Linked DNA regions of Mus musculus: region 2 is linked to region 1. Evidence: chromatin contacts called from public HiChIP or PLAC-seq data. All regions are on one chromosome and are shown on one strand. The core of a region is the stretch at or near the end of the contact, and the rest is flanking DNA. Distances in the headings are between cores, read along the strand shown. Region 1 overlaps Exoc6 (exocyst complex component 6). Region 2 has its middle 140 kb from the start of Cyp26a1.

Region 1 (5,319 bases), core at 455-2,954:
TAATGGCTGCCTAGCACCATCACACAGCATAGCTTAGCACTGCAAATACTTTATGGAAGGCCTGGTGTGCGGCTTATGTGCTTTTTTTTTTAAAGATTTATTTATTTATTATATGTAAATACACTGTAGCTGTCTTCAGACACTCCTGACAGATGGTTGTGAGCCACCATGTGGTTGCTGGGATTTGAACTCTGGACCTTCGGAAGAGCAGTCGGGTGCTCTTACCCACTGAGCCATCTCACCAGCCCGCTTATGTGCTTTTAATCCTAACACTCAGGAGGCAGAGGTGGTAGGTCTCTGAGTTTGAGGCCAGCCTGGTCTACATAGAGTTCCAGTCCAGCCAGGGCTACATAGTGACACTTTGGCTCAAATAAATAAAGAAAAAAGGAAGAAAGGAAAATTTAAATAATAAAAAGAGGAGAAAGGAAAGAAGGAAGAAAGGGAGGGAGGGAATAAGGGAGCGAGGGAGGGAGGGAGGAAGGGAGAGAGAGAGGGAGGAAGGAAGGGAGAGAGAGAGAGGAAGAGAGAGAGAGAGGAAGAAGAGACATGCTTCAAGAATATTTTGCTTCCACAGTGAATGACTTAAAGGCTGATGCTTGTGAACAAGTGCGGCACACAGCACCCTGAGCTCACCCATAGTCCCCACAGAGGGAGAGCAGAAGGGAGCAGAAGGCACGGCTGAAAGCAGGCTTGGGAAATGGACATTTGAATAGAGAAGACTTGGGTAAAGACAGCTTAAAGGCTGTTAACCTTGGGAGACAAGTCAAAGAGGAAGCAAAAGGAAAACTTTTGTGTTTTAAAACAGAGTGTTTTTTTGTAGTGTACGCTTAAACTCCTGCCTCTCCTGTTCATGTGTTGGGGTTACAAAGTCCACCACCATGCCAGGGTTTCTAAGGTGCCGGGGGTTGAATCCAAGGCCTCATGCATGCTAGGCCAGCACTCTATTGATTGAAGCCCACCACTAGCCCTTTGTGTGGATTTTGACTAAGTTTATTGTGACTCTATCTAAAATTCTCTCCTAAGCTTCATCTAGAATTTTCCTAATGTGGTATTTTCACAGAAAGAGGAAAGTCTGGTGCCCAGTGTGGCTTGCTCAGTAAGTGCTTTCTTCTTCAATTCCCAGTAGCCAATTACTGGGGATTTGTTTGGAGGGCAAGTGTCCATCCTCAGTGTTGTCTTGGGCTTAGGACTTGTTAAAGTCTCTGAAGCGCTCTAGGAACCTTGTGTCAGCTTTGTGTCTTGAAGGCGAAGGAAAACCGATCTTCTGGTTTACTTTTGGATTTTGTAGAGCAACCCTGAGGTCCCAGGTGGATTTAGTGTTTGGAAAAGGGAACTTGGGGGACTAACGCTGCCTGAGCCCCCAGGTCACTCTTCACATTTACAAAAGCAAACCTGGTGTCCCCAGTTGCTTCTCTCTTGACTCTTATTTATCTTCTGTCTTGGGTCACTGCCCCTGAGGTGCATCAAAAGCAAACTCCAAAAGACCAAAAACAAAGAAAACTAAACCAGATTCAAGGAAAAATGACCCGGCACCGTGGATTTGGTTTTACAAAGGCTCCATAGAATGGCTTTAAGTCTGCCTGCATTGTGCTGTTTGCACAGAGTGATTCACAGGTTTGAGACTCCAAGAATCTACAGATTCTGAACAAGTCCATAGGATGGGACACTGTCAGCCAGTGAGATGGATCAGCATGGAGGAATTCTCAGTGATTCTGAAGTGATTCAACTATTTCCAGCATATATATGGGACCACTGTGCAACCATGGCATTCCTTAAGCTGATGGTTTTGTTTGTGGACACACAGGAAGCACCAAGGAAGTAAAATGTAGAACAGACTTACAGATGTTGGCAGGACTCCACCTGATGTGTTACAGTTGTTCTCCAGGGTAACTTTGAATCCTTACTGAAAAAGGGACGCTAATTTTAAGTGGTCTTTCAGACTGGGTTGAGATGGAATGGAAACGTGCTATTTTGTTCCTTGGTTTTATGTGATCCATACCTTGATTACCTCCCAAAAGACTTGAAGAAGCATCTTGCTTGGCTATTGGAACAAACCCACTTACAGAGCTTAATACTGATCCTTATTACCATGTGCCTTACTTTATCCTTTAATAAGCATTTGCGGAGTTGCTTTTGGATAATGTGGTGATGCTTTGTTTTTGTTCATGTTCAGGCTACATCTTTGAACTCTATGTATCCATGGTAACTAATAAATTCACGTGTTGAGACCATGTCTTACTGTCCCCCTCCCCATAGGACTAAAGGATTTATTGTTTTGTTTGTTCACTGCCATCTGAAGGAAGCAACACTTGAAATGGAGTGATGTTTTCTGTAATAGCGGCTTTAATATTAAAAATGCAGCATCCTGTGAAACCCGGACAGCTTGGAGAGGGAGTCCCCCCCAAGGAGAGGGGATCCCCAAGGAGAGGGAGTCCCCAAGGAGAGGGGGTCCCAAGGAGAGGGAGTCCCCAAGGAGAGGGGGTTCCCAAGGAGAGGGAGTCCCAAGGAGAGGGGGTCCCAAGGAGAGGGCATCCCCAGGGAGAGGGCGTCCCCAGGGAGAGGGGGTCTCCAAGGAGAGGGGGTCCCCAAGGAGAGGGAGTCCCCAAGGAGAGGGAGTCCCCAGGGAGAGGGTTCCCCAAGGAGAGGGAGTCCCAAGGAGAGGGCGTCCCCAGGGAGAGGGGGGTCCCCAAGGAGAGGGGGTCTCCAAGGAGAGGGGGTCCCAAGGACAGGGCGTCCCCAGGTAGAGGGGGTCCCCAAGGAGAGGGAGTCTCCAGGGAGAAGGCGTCCCCAGGGAGAGGGGGTCCCCAAGGAGAGGGAGTCCCCAAGGAGAGGGAGTCTCCAAGGAGAGGGGGTCTCCAGGGAGAAGGCGTCCCCAGGGAGAGGGGGTCCCCAAGGAGAGGGGGTTCCCAAGGCAACGGCAGGGTGTGGGGTGAAGGCCTGAGTGGAGCCCTGTGGGGCCTGGAATAAAGCGCTGGTCTTGTGTTACCCTTTCATTTCAGTAGAGATGTATTTTTCAAAAGGCTAGGCATAGTGGGGCAAAGCCTTTAATACCAACACTCAGGAAGCAGAGGTGGGTTGATCTGCTGAGCCGAGCCTGATGGACAGAGCACGCTCTGGGCCAGCCAAGGCTACATAGTGAGAAGATGTCTCAAAAGAACAAAACCAAAAAAACAAGATAAATAAGAAAGGACTTGGTGATTGTTAGGGATGGGTCCTTGGTCAGCTGTCCAGAATGCTAGAGCTTCGTCCTCCTGGGAGATGGTTTCAGTCCTTACCCCCAGGACTCTGATGAGATCCTGAGGGAATCCACCCTCTGCTGATGGCCCAGTGAAAGCCTGGGAGAGGAGACAGAGGAAAGTTCGTTACCAGCATGGCCAAGATTGGTTTGTATCCACTTAGTCCAGCAGCATTGTGGCTTTGAAAGATCCTTATGTACATGGAAAGGAGATGTTTAAGCATGCGGTGTGCAGTCACCGTTCTTCCTCCCTGCTCACGGCCACGGCCATTGTCTTTAAGACATAAACACTGAAGTGGTACTCCAGTGCACAGCCGTGTGTTCAGAGACTGAGAGCACCAGGCGGCTGTGGTTTCCATCGGTTTTACATGCTAAGCTGACAGTAGCTTCCCCTGTATTAACAGAGCTCAATTACTAGGATTTGTGTGGATAATTTTTTTTAAAATTACTTCTCTATGTTAGCTTCAAAATACAACTTATTTCTGTGTTAATTTGTCACCACTTAGCAATGTACACTCCTGAGGAGAGGGACAGTGTCTAGTTTTTAATACTGTCTTCTCGCGCCTGCTATGGAACATAGTTCATTGTAGGTGGGCCATAAACGTTTGTCGAATGGCTAGGTAAATTTTATCTAGGTATCTGTTGTTGGTGTTTGAGTTCCTTAAACTTTAACATGCAGGTGGTTTCCATAAATATCTACAAATTACGTGACACATATTTTATAAAGTATTTAATGTTAATGTGAAATATATAGATTAGAGTCTGGCAGGAACATTAAACTTTATGTTTCCTGTAATCTCTAGTGATTTGCAATGATTATCTGCATGTGGTGTCTGGTCATGTATACAAATTATCAGCCAAGTATTTCTACTTAGGAAAGACTTTCTGTGCCGGAGAGGCATCCTGTGTCTTCACAGTTGGAGTTGGTTCAGTGGATAGGTTCCCTCTTTCTCATCTGGAGGTGGCGGTTCAGCCTTAGAGAGAAAAAGCCTCACGCACAGATTCCCTCCTCGCCTATCTCCCAAAGGTCACTTGCTAGTTTCAGCCAGTGTAGCGTGGGTACTGTGCATGACCACATTTATGTATGGAATCACACAGACCAGAAAGAGGATTCTCCACTGTAGACAGTTCTGACAGCCATGTAGAGACTGTTTGTTAATGGGGTATGTTTAAACAAATACATAAATGGTGTTTTGTTTTTGTTTGTTTGTTTGTTTGTTTGTATATTTTTTGAGACAAGGTTTCTCGGAGATCCCTGGTTGCCCTGGAACTCACTCTGTAGACCAGGCTGGCCTTGAACTCAAGAGATCTGTTTGCCTCTGCCTCTCAGGTGCTAGGATTAAATGCGTGTACCGACAGCAGCCGTAAATGTTATTTTTAACTCTAGTACTAATGTCCACTGTAGAATATTATAACAATAAAGAAAATAAGTTATTTGTAACCTCTCAATAAAAGTAGCTATTCTTAACATACTTAAACTTTTTTTCATTTATAGTATTTTCTGTAGTTAAGTAGCATCATAACTGTCTTCCTAGGCCATTTAAATTCTATGTAAATCATTTTATTAAGCATGTGATAGTCACTATAAAGTTCTACTGCATGGTTTTACCGCTTTATATATACATATTTTTTTCTTGTAGTGCACACTAGGCACAAGTTTCTTGATATTGACATTTAAATTGCTTTAATTTCGTCTGTAACCTAACAAAATATTGGAGTTGACTATCTCTGGGCATAACTTTTTGTCCACCTTTATTATCTTTCCTATAATTCCTCTCCTGTAAGTATGATTACTCATTGAAGTAGAATGGATATTTTGGTTCTTAAACCTGTTGCAGAATAATAGTCTGTCAATCACACCATCACCATCTGAGTATATGAAGTTAATGTGCCTTGGGGAAATATAGGAAAATGTATGTTACCAAATAGCAATAAAAATATGAACATAATCTCTTTCCGCTTCTAGACAGTATCCTTTTTATATTGTTTCATTAGCATTTTAATAAGTGTTCCAACTTCTGTTATAGCTTCTGAATGTTCTCTTGACTGAAAATGAACCGAGTGACCATTAGTCATTAATATTT
Region 2 (4,648 bases), core at 1,802-4,301, 160 kb after region 1:
GCCCACAAAAGACAGATATTTCCCCAGCCAGAGGACCGTGAACGACCCCGCCCAGGATATCCTGCATCTTGGGCGCCGTGGCTCTGCCACTCACAGATGAATCAGGTAGACTCCCTGGTAGCTGTAACCCAGCACTGCTTCAGAGCCTGTGGTGATCTGCTCCACCTTCAAAGCAGTGTTTTTCTTACCTGAAGACTGTCTCCACCACTGAGGGCAGTTAGAACAGGGGTTCTCAACGTGTGGGTCGCGACCCCTTGGGAGGGGATGATCTTTTCTCAAAGGTTCCCCCCCCCCAAATGAGATCAGGTTGCCACTGGAAAACAGATATTTGCACTATGATTATAACAGTAGCAAAGTTACAGTTAATGAGGTAGCAACAAAAATAATTTTATAGTTGGGGATCATCACAACATGAGGCATAAAGAGTCACAAGATTAGGACCCAGGCTCAATTCCTAGCATCCCCATGGCAGCTCACACCTGTCTGGAACTCCCCGTTCCAGGGCGTCTGACACCTTCACACATCATGTAGGCGAAACAGCAATGCCCATGAAATAAAGTAATAGTGGTAGTCATAGACATGCACAGTCTGTCTAGGGATGATCCCCTAGGAAATGTCCTTTGGTCACTGCTCAGGCCCTAAGGGCCCTGATCCTTCCAATTCAGGATGGCAAGTCATCTTAAAGTTATCTTAAACTGAAAGGGGTTGGACGGCCACCTCAGCTGAAAAGATCTGCAGGCCCTCAACTCGATGATGGCATGGCCTGGACTAAAACCCTGTCCACTATTCTAGGTTGCCTTGAGAGGTGACAACACAGCCTGCCAATACTCCTGATGTACTTGAACCCGAAGATGTGATGACTTGGGTGTTTCTACTGCCTACTCTGAATTGGAAGCCTTTGAAGGAAGGCGGTTGGAGAACGAATCACAGGAGATCACGATACAACTCTGCCAAAAGTCGCTCTGAACTCAGACCCCAACTACTTTAACATATTGGAGAAGTTCTAAAGTCGCTAAAAGCTTTCAAAGTAACTTTCTATCAAAATACTAATTGAACGCAGTTAAGTTTACGCTAACAAGTTTATAGTATTAAAATATCAAAACACAGTTAATTTTTGTCTCATGTTGAGCCAAATGGTGCACTATCATGATATTTATTTTCGTGTATTAATTTTCAGTTTCCTGGAACTAATTATTGTTGGGTTTTTCTTTTTTCTTTCCTTTGCTTGGATTTCTTTGAACTTTTGAGTGACTCTCCCTACATCCTTTAATACAGATATTTTTTTCCCCCTCAGGGCTGGTTTCCCCATTAGTAAACCTGTCTGCTTAGTCTCTCAGTTTGACATATTCCAAAAGATAGCACTTCTAAAGACACTCTTCCTTTCATACTTTCTAGCACCTGTGGCTCTCTAGGACTCTTGGTCACCGTTAAGATAACCAAAGCAACCTAACAGTGGTTCTCAACTTTCCTAGTGCTGCGAATTTTTAATACAACTCTTCATGTTGTAGTGATCCCCCGGCCATAGAGTCATTTTTGTTGCTACTTCATGACTGTAATTTTGCCACTGTTATGAATTGTAATATAAATATCTGTTTGGGCTGGAGAGATGGCTCAGCAGTTAAGAGTGCCGACTGCTCTTCTGAAGGTCATGAGTTCAAATCCCAGAAACCACATGATGGCTCACAACCATCTGTAATGAGATCTGATGCCCTCTTCTGGGGTGTCTGAAGACAGCTACAGTGTACTTACATATAATAAATATCTGTTTGCCAAGACCCTTGGGTGTTGAGCCTAGAGGGATCGAGACCCACAGGTTGAGAAACACTGAAATAGACGCTAGCGATTGTTCCATTCTGGCCTGAGTCTTCAGCTTCCATGCTTCTGTTCAGCCATCTTCTTTCATGTTTCCTTAAGAGGATCTTGTCGATAATGAAAGACAGAGCAAAACGTGAGTGGAGGAAGAGATGTGTTACTGTTAACTTTGCCTGGACCCTGGCCATGTTCCATTTTGACACTGTTGTTGTCTGAGGTGATTTGAATTTTGAGAGTTTTTTGGGTTTTTTTTTTTGGCCAGGTTGTTATTGAAAGAAATATTATGGTGTATCTGATTTTACTCAGGCTCAAACGTTCTATGATAGCTCAAAAGAGCAAATTAATTAGGAGAGGAGAACCCTTCAGCGTCTCTAAACTCTTGCTTCTCCATTCTGAGCCAGGCTTCTGTGCCAAGGTCTTCAGTACCAAGGTCCCGAAGTCCCCGGTCTTGAATATAAAGTCAGGGGAAGGCTGCCTGAATCTATTGTTGTGCTAATGGCTACACCTGAAGATTTGCTATGGAGATTTAACATTTCTCTTGGAGGGGTCATACCTTACCATTTCTTTTTAATTTTAAAAATTTATTTATGAATACGTATTTTATTAATCTCTAGGAAATCCCATATAAAAATACTTTAATCATATTAACCCCCTGAACTCCTCCACCTCTGCTCCCTTACCCACCCCAACTTCGTGTCTTTTTTTAAATTATTATTAGTTTTAATTTAATTACCCATCAGCTCCAAATTTAGAGACATCACATTTTAAATTGCACTGGAAATTCTGCTTTAGGGAAATACGAGTTAATTGTTTCAGAAAAGTAGAGCGAGGTGTGGGTGTAGGAGGCAGAGGGAAGAGCTGTCCCACAGGCCAGCAGTCAGTCCCTCAGCTCATGCAGAGGGCAGACAGGCTTCCATTGGCAAGCTGTTGGTGGGAAGGTGGTACCAAGATGAGACTCGTGCATCTGGATCCATCTCTTCATCCTCACCCAGGCTTTCTCCTAACCAACTCACCTTTGGGATGTTCTAGCTTTGTTTTATGCCCTGGCAGCAAAAAAACAAAAACAAAAAACCAGATCCCAGAGTGAGGAGACTTGGCTCTTAGCTCCTGCCCAAGTCAGGGTCGTGACAGTGAAGGCTCCTTACTAGAGCTGCCTCTCATTCAGGAGAATCTTACCTTCTTCACTCTTATCCTGCTGACACAAGGACGCCAGCACCACCCTGTGGCACCTAGGTAACAGGGAATCCACCCCGTGCCCACAAGGGAGGGGCTGCTGAGATCTCTCTGGCCAGGGCTGGTTGGAAGAGAGACCTGGTCAGTGTTGGGTATGGTAGAGCACCTGAAGTCTCTAAGCGGCTCCCAGCTGTTTAACACGCCTAGACAGCAGGGTTTCCTCTCCCATTCCAACTTGCCTGCTTTGCAAAGGGAACTGAGAGAGAGGCTAGACCGGGCTGAGGCAGTATGGGCCTCACAGGGCATCACAAGCCTGTATGCCAGATGCTATTGTCTCCAGCTGCCTTTCCTTTCTCTCCTTCATGTCAGTCCCTCTCTTGGCCCCCTTTTCTTCTCTGTTGGAAGCTCTAAAATAACAAGACAAACTTTGACCTCTGAAGGTCAGAGCTGGACACTTTGCTTGGCTTAGGCTCTGCAGGACTGTGCTATGTGTGTTCATTTTCCATTATCATGTGACAGAGGAGAAGGCCTGGTTCATCTCCCCAGTGGGCTCCACAGCTCCATCAGTGACCAAACGCATGGGTTCACATTGAGTTAACCACACATGTTTTTATCCTCCAGGTTCTGAGAGAGACAACCTATGACCTTGAACTTGTCCTCAATAATATAAATATTCAAACTCAACAGTAGATCAAAGTTATATTGTGTGAATGCAGAGAAGAAAGAACCAATCCAAGAAGACCCCGAAGACAGTCACTAACTGCCCACCCTGTGGGAGAAGTGCTACCAAACTGCAGGAACCTTTGCTTTCTTTAGGTCTTGTGGTAGAAGGTGATTGTGGTGAAGTTCTTCCCAAATGATTTTGTGCATACCATACCCAATGAGTACACAGATTGGTGCCTGGAGAACCTTGGGTTTTATTGTGGGAGAAGGTGTGGGAATGGAATGGGAAGAGAGGAGAACTGGGACATCTGATGGGAATTAGCAATATGAGTGGAAATGCAACCTCTAAAAATAGACTTGTATTTCCCAGTTCTGCTCACATCAAAGCCAATGACGGGCAAGTGATGATAAGCCCTGCGCAGAACCAGAAGCCTCTGGAAAAGTGATGACTAAGTCTGGGGCTGGGAAAGGGAAAACACAAGGCGAGGCTGCAATGTTGCTGTATTCAAAGTAAACAGCACTCAAACCTGATAAGATGTCAAAAGACATCTCTCACAAGGAGCCACCTTGAACCACTTGAACCACTCACAAGGAGCCACCTTGAACCACTCACACTGGTTAACCCTGAAAGCACAAAGAATGGCGAAGGCTCCGAGAGAGGCTCAGGTGCTAGACTGCTTGCCTAGTGAGCCTGAAGCCCCACGTTCTATCTCCAGCACTCTATGCAGCGGGGCATAACTGTAATCTCAGCATTCAGGCACCGGGATTGAGAGTTTCAGGCCAGACAGGGATATATGAGACCCTGTTTCCAAAAAAGGATGAAGGAAGAATACTGAGAGAAATAATGATATGGGGGGGGGCAGAATATTTTAAAAGTTTAATAAGATCCCCAAATAACAATAATCAGATACGAAGCGAGATGTGAAATCCCTTCTCAACGGAAGAGCACCATCAAGTAGTTGAAAAAAATACTGCCATTAGAAAAGAGTTATTTTCCAAC

What was found. HiChIP or PLAC-seq counts read pairs in DNA pulled down with a chosen protein or histone mark.
Region 2: an HNF4G HiChIP or PLAC-seq map of pancreatic cancer cells shows a contact between it and region 1. The contact joins two enhancer-like sites. A contact is called at or near these places in 3 of 39 promoter capture datasets (Sertoli cells, cranial neural crest and pre-B cells), 1 of 484 Hi-C or Micro-C datasets (nephron progenitors), 2 of 115 datasets of contacts at active chromatin or transcription factors (embryonic fibroblasts and pancreatic cancer cells) and 1 of 9 other capture datasets (embryonic stem cells).

What each region holds. Positions count from the first base shown.
Region 1 is chr19:37,675,062-37,680,380 of GRCm38.p6, forward strand. All of the region lies in intron 20 of Exoc6 (exocyst complex component 6), which reads left to right. It overlaps Gm32342 (a long non-coding RNA gene), which reads right to left. Exons shown (of 3, transcript XR_003952929.1): 3 at 2,326-5,319. Among named protein-coding and RNA genes, the nearest start is that of Cyp26c1, 8.0 kb to the right of the region's middle. Within about 2 kb of position 1,705, at least 11 of the 459 cell types and tissues checked have an H3K27ac peak or open chromatin away from gene starts, as enhancers often do. A contact at or near this core is called in pancreatic cancer cells, where this site is marked.
Region 2 is chr19:37,834,065-37,838,712 of GRCm38.p6, forward strand. No RefSeq gene overlaps it. Among named protein-coding and RNA genes, the nearest start is that of Cyp26a1, 140 kb to the left of the region's middle. Within about 2 kb of position 3,052, at least 7 of the 459 cell types and tissues checked have an H3K27ac peak or open chromatin away from gene starts, as enhancers often do. A contact at or near this core is called in pancreatic cancer cells, where this site is marked.